Linked DNA regions of Sus scrofa: region 1 is linked to region 2. The links are chromatin contacts, called in public promoter capture Hi-C maps. All regions are on one chromosome and are shown on one strand. The core of a region is the stretch at or near the end of the contact, and the rest is flanking DNA. Distances in the headings are between cores, read along the strand shown. Region 1 holds the start of HMGB2 (high mobility group box 2). Region 2 holds the start of PINX1 (PIN2/TERF1-interacting telomerase inhibitor 1).

Evidence for each region. Promoter capture Hi-C pulls out the DNA fragments that hold promoters and counts their contacts.
Region 1: a contact with region 2 is called in a promoter capture Hi-C map of fetal liver, with 5 times the contacts expected there. The contact joins the promoter of HMGB2 here to the promoter of PINX1 in region 2. A contact is called at or near these places in 1 of 5 promoter capture datasets (fetal liver) and 4 of 47 Hi-C or Micro-C datasets (mesenteric adipose tissue, omental adipose tissue, retroperitoneal adipose tissue and 1 more).

Annotation. Positions count from the first base shown.
Region 1 is chr14:16,708,777-16,711,632 of Sscrofa11.1, forward strand. HMGB2 (high mobility group box 2) reads left to right here and starts at 1,275. Exons shown (of 5, transcript NM_214063.1): 1 at 1,275-1,386; 2 at 1,711-1,891; 3 at 2,001-2,146; 4 at 2,226-2,400. The coding sequence starts at 1,742. It overlaps LOC106507243 (a long non-coding RNA gene), which reads right to left and starts at 653. Exons shown (of 4, transcript XR_001303102.2): 1 at 87-653.
Region 2 is chr14:14,039,926-14,042,625 of Sscrofa11.1, forward strand. It overlaps PINX1 (PIN2/TERF1-interacting telomerase inhibitor 1), which reads right to left and starts at 1,385. Exons shown (of 7, transcript XM_021072652.1): 1 at 892-1,385. The coding sequence starts at 913.

The sequences.
Region 1 (2,856 bases), core at 25-2,524, 2.7 Mb after region 2:
GTTTCTTAACAAACGGGCCAACAGAAAAAATAACCCTCAAAACTAAATGCAACACAGAGATAGCATGTCAGTCACCATGGTCCTACCCCGGGAAAGGCGGCTTGTGAGCTTTGAAGCGAAAAGTTAAGGTCGCTGGGCCGCGCTCTCACCAGACGCAGAAAGGAAGGTTCTTAACCTGGGCGGGGAGGAGTCTGTGAAGCGCCGCGGCCGCAGTTTGGCGCGTAAATGCTTCAGAGGGCGGGCAGCTTTCAAGGCCTTCCCGGGTGTCTCCGAGGGATCTCCGACACGGAAAAGGTTTTAAAAACGACCGCGTGGCAGAGACAAAACAGTGACCATCGCGGGGACAGCGAAACGGCCTAAGGCGGCGAGGAATGGAGGATGTCGCAGGGATCGGAGTCGGGGCAGCAACCGGGTGGGGATGGGAGGGATAGCCCAGCCCGAGGGTCACCGCCCAGGATCCGGCCCGGATGGAGGGGTGGAGCCAGGGGGATGCTTCCCACCCCTCCCGGCCCCGCCCTGCTCACCCCCGGCTAGACGCCGAGACAAAGTGGGGAATGAGGGGCCAAGTGTGGACTCCACGGGCGATTGGCCCCCGTGGGGGCGGGAACGGCTCCCCCACCCCTCCCAGGGTCTCGCCACCTGTCTTCCTCCGGTCCTACCCCAGCCTCAGCGACCGCCGGCGGGGCTGGTCGTCCGCCGCAGCGCAGGCTCCTCGGCCTCCCCATGTTATTCTCTGGACGGGGCAGGGACCACCACTCCGGGAGCCGGGACTGCGGCCGCTCTGGGGCGGGGGACCGACGGGACGCACCTCCCCGGCTACCTCAGCGTCAGCCAACCGAGCGGTGCCGGCTGGGTAGAGTAGACCCCGCGCTTTGAGACTCAGTATTTTTAAATCTGGCGGGGCTTCCCCGGCGGGCCAACCACGCCCCCCGCCTCCTGCCACAGCCAGTCAGCGCCAGGCCCGCCATTTTTCAAACCCTTTTCCGGCCGCCAATCAGGATCGGGCAGCACATTCCTCCCCCGACCGGTTCTAACGGGTCTGGGAGTTAACGACCCGGGCGACCCACCGAACCTGCTAGGCTGCGGCCGTGGGGACGGGCCTGGCGACACGTCGACCAATCGGAGGCCGCCGGGGCTAGGGGGCGGGGCCTCCTGGAGTTTGAATAATCCCCAGAGCCAATCGGAGCGTCGGGGGCGTGGCCTGCGGACCGGCTCGTCAAGTTGCCGTGGCGCGGAGCAGTCTGCAAAACAAGAGGCGGAGGATTGCGTTAGCGACAAACCAGTTCACGCCGGAGCCGCAGGTAGGCAGCGTCGCGGTCGGACCCGGCCGCTGCGCGGGAGCCTGAGGAGAAGCTACCACCAGGCAAGAGACCCCTCCGGGCCCCGGTGAGTGGCCGGCCGTCCCCCTTCCCTCCCGGACGGCCCGGACGCCGCAGCTGTCGGGGCTGGCCCCGCGGGCGGGATCTGGGTGCGGTCCGGAGGGCCGCGCTGTGGAGGCGGGAAGCCCGGCCGCCCGTTCGGGCGTGTTTTGAACGCGGGGTCCGAGGCGGCAGGTGGGAATGGGGCTCGCGGCGTGGAAGCCAGAGCTTTCCTGTCAGGGCGGAGGGGCCTCGCGGGGCGTCGCGGCCCGGGCCGAGGGGCGGGGGGCCTTTGGGCGGGAAGCTGCCCCGCCCGGCCTCCCGCCAGCGCCCGGCCGCGCTCTCCCGCCAGGTGGACGCGTCGTCGCCGGCGCCGCAGCACCATGGGGAAGGGCGACCCCAACAAGCCGCGGGGCAAGATGTCCTCGTACGCCTTCTTCGTGCAGACCTGCCGGGAGGAGCACAAGAAGAAACACCCCGATTCCTCGGTCAACTTCGCCGAGTTCTCCAAGAAGTGCTCCGAGCGATGGAAGGTGGGCGCGGGCCCCCACCCGGCTCCCGGGCTCCGTGCACGGGCAGGTGGCGGTGACTCGCTTCGGTGTTTATAGTCGTGTGTTTTTCCTGCCCTTTTCATGCCCACAGACTATGTCTGCCAAGGAAAAGTCCAAGTTTGAAGATATGGCAAAAAGTGACAAAGCTCGCTATGACCGGGAGATGAAAAATTACGTCCCTCCCAAGGGTGACAAGAAGGGCAAGAAAAAAGATCCCAATGCTCCCAAAAGGCCTCCGTGAGTTTATTTTAAAACCGACAGAATTACTCCCTTGCTCTTTCATTCAGTGTATTAAACCTCTGTTCCTTCCTTTTAGATCTGCCTTCTTCCTGTTTTGCTCTGAACATCGCCCAAAGATCAAAAGTGAACACCCTGGCTTATCCATTGGGGATACTGCAAAGAAATTGGGTGAAATGTGGTCTGAGCAGTCAGCCAAAGATAAACAACCGTATGAACAGAAAGCAGCTAAGCTAAAGGAAAAATATGAAAAGGTATGTTGTCTTAATTTTTTCCAGGCAAGTTTGAAATAAAGTAGGTATTTTCTAAATGAGTATGATAGAAATAGGTAGAAACTGTACACACATAGTTTGGTTATCAGCTTTGTTTTGAAAAGGTCTAATGAGAATTGTATGCTTAAGCAGCATAAACTAACTGAAACCTTTCTTTTTGGACTGAAACCAATGTTTGTAGCACTGGTAGATTGCTGCATTCAAGACTCCACTTGTAGTATAGGTATGTAGTTAAGAGTGTGGAGGACCAAACAAAAGTATTGTTTTATGTGGATGTATCTAAAAAGAGAAGTTAGGGAAGGAGCTGGCTGTGTGAGGTAAACAGGTAAGGGTAGTGAAAGTACTGATATCAGTGTAATACACCCCCATTATTTTACATCATTAGCTTTCTAAGGCCCAGAGGGAATGCTCTCAAAATCAAATTTTAGACAGTCATCA
Region 2 (2,700 bases), core at 135-2,634:
AATTTGTTTTTGTTTTTTGTCTTTTTGCCTTTTCTAGTGCCGCACCCGCGGCATATGGAGGTTCCCAGGCTAGGGGTCTAATTGGAGCTGCAGCTGCCGGCCTACGCCAGAGCCACAGCAACGCAGGATCCGAGCCACGTCTTCAACCTACACCACAGCTCATGCCCACGCCGGACCCTTTACCCACTGAGCAAGGCCAGGGATCGAACCTGCAGCCTTGTGGTTTCCAGTCAGATTCGTTAACCACTGCGCCACGACGGGAACTCCATTTTTTCTTTTTTAAGGCTACAACGTGGCATATGTAAATTCCCAAGCTAGGGGTCGAATGGGAGCGACAGCTGCCGGCCTACTACACAGCAAAGCGGGATCAGAGCTGCGTCTGCGATCTACACCACAGCTCAATGCTGGATCCCCGACCCACTGAGCAAGGCCAGGGATGGACCCCCCCCCCCCGCCCCGCCCGGCATCGTCATGGAAACTAGTCCGATTTGTTTCCACTGCGCCATAACAGGAACTCCTCAAAGAAATTTTTAATAGCTCTAGGGAAACTGATTATGGAAAGAGACATAAATGAATGGCAGAGCCAGGGCCAACGCTCCCAAGTGTATGCTGAACTAAGCTTACACCAAAGAACATTAAAACCAGGAGATATTAGCCACGCTGGATATACAAATGAGAAAATAGAGGTAGTAGGGTCACAGTCTAAAACATACTCTCTTCTGTAAGTCTCTATTTAAAAAAAGAAAATAGAAGATTGCTGACTCTAGTGACAAGAACGTAAAGATATATAACTAGATGAATTTTGTCACTTTTTACCTCCATGACTTAAGCTGCATTATATTTCCTCTGAACCTCAATCTCTGCCCCTCTAAAATTTGAATGCTGCCTTACCCACTTCATCTTGTGCTTCCATTTCCCCTACCCTCTTAGATTAGAGGATGCCGACAGCATTTACTTCATGGCACCCCTGCGCAATGGCTGTTGATCTGATAAACATGCTGTTTCTGCTCCTAGTTCGCTTTCAAGAAAGTTACCGGCCGGCTTTTCATGACCAACGCACGACTGCCATCTGGTGGCCGGCGGCCTTAGCTACAGGTAGCATTCAGAAGTTAAAAAGCCTCTCCAGATGGAGGGAATTAACCAGTTTCACTCCAAGTGACCGTAAATGTCAAAGGCAAATGAGGCATGACGGGCGTTGCAGCCAAAACTTCTCTAAAAGAAGTGTTCATAATTCCAACTAAAAACATCAAAACTGCCACAATCTTACTTAAAAACACTCATTAGCCCTGCCTCCCCTAAAAAACGCCAACTTCCAGTGTTTGCTGTTTCAAACTCCTTTGCTTTTCTTTCTCTGGCTTCAATACATCGAGAACAGGATTTCACTAGCCCAACCGCCTCTTTTATCCAGAGGAAGCTGAGGCCTAGGGAAGTGAAATAGCCAGTCTGGGTTCCCACACCCGGCGTCCTGACTCCCGTTCGAATTTACCGCGCGAGTGCCCGGGTCCGAGAGTGAAGACGAGCGTCCCAAGTGGACCCTCAAAGTCTCTCACCAGCAGACATATAGCTAACTCGGGGAAGGCTGGGCTGGGTTCGGCAGCCAGGGCCAGCCAAACCGGGCTTCCGGGACCCCGGCTCCCGGAATCTCCCGATCCACTGGCGCGCCAGCAACCCGCGCCCCTGCCACACGGTCCGGCCGTCGCGTTATCCGGAACCCTCACCCATGGGCCGTGGTCCACCCTCCGCGCCCAGCACTCACGCTCAGCCAGCATCGACATGTCGCCGAGCCTGTGACGCCAAGGGCTTCGAAACCTGAGCGACTTCGGCTCCGGTGCGTCCGACTTACTGAGAACCTAGAACCACAGGACTCACACGCCGGGCGAACTGCAGCGGCGAGGGCGCGCACTGCTGACGTCAGTGAGACGCGACCAGTTTCCAATTCCCGCGGTAGCGGGTGAGCGGGGAGCGGACCCATTGGGTCTCTGCGTTTGGGTCAAGGCGGGCTTTACTAAAAGGTTTGTTCCAACTCCAGAATTCCACGAGTCTGTGAAGTATCTATGAGTATAATCTACTAAAACGAACTGTTACTGAGTTTTGAATTTTTTTTAAATTACAGAATCTTATTGGTATTTTTAAATTGTCAGCTAGGAATAGATAGTGCACTTTTAGAAAGATTCAGTGTAAGACATTCTCATTCTGTCTTTGTTGTTTTGGGGGTGGGGGGGGGTTGGCCTTTTTAGGCCGCGCCCGCTGCATATGGAGGATCCCAGGCTAGAGGTCCAATTGGAGCTGTAGCCGCCGGCCTAAGCCACAGCCACAGCCACGGCAGATCCGAGCCCCGCCGCCTCTGCAGATCCTTAGCCCACTGAGCGAGGCCAGGGATCGAACCCGCGTCCTCATGGTTGCCAATCAGGTTCGTTAGCCGCTAAGCCACAACGGGAACTCCAAGACGTTCTATCTTATTCTTCAGGCTCATGGTAGACTCGCATAGAGCAGGGCTTTCTCAGACTTTAATGTTCGCGTGAATTACCTGGGGATCTTGTTGAAATGCATTTCTCTGGTTCAGCAGGTCTGGGATAGGGCCAGAGATTCTGCATTTCTAACAAACTTCCAAGGATGTGGATGCTGATGGCCTTACTTTGTGGGAACAACCAAAGGTATGAATGAACTCAGGGTTAAAATATACTCTGTTCTTTTTTTCCT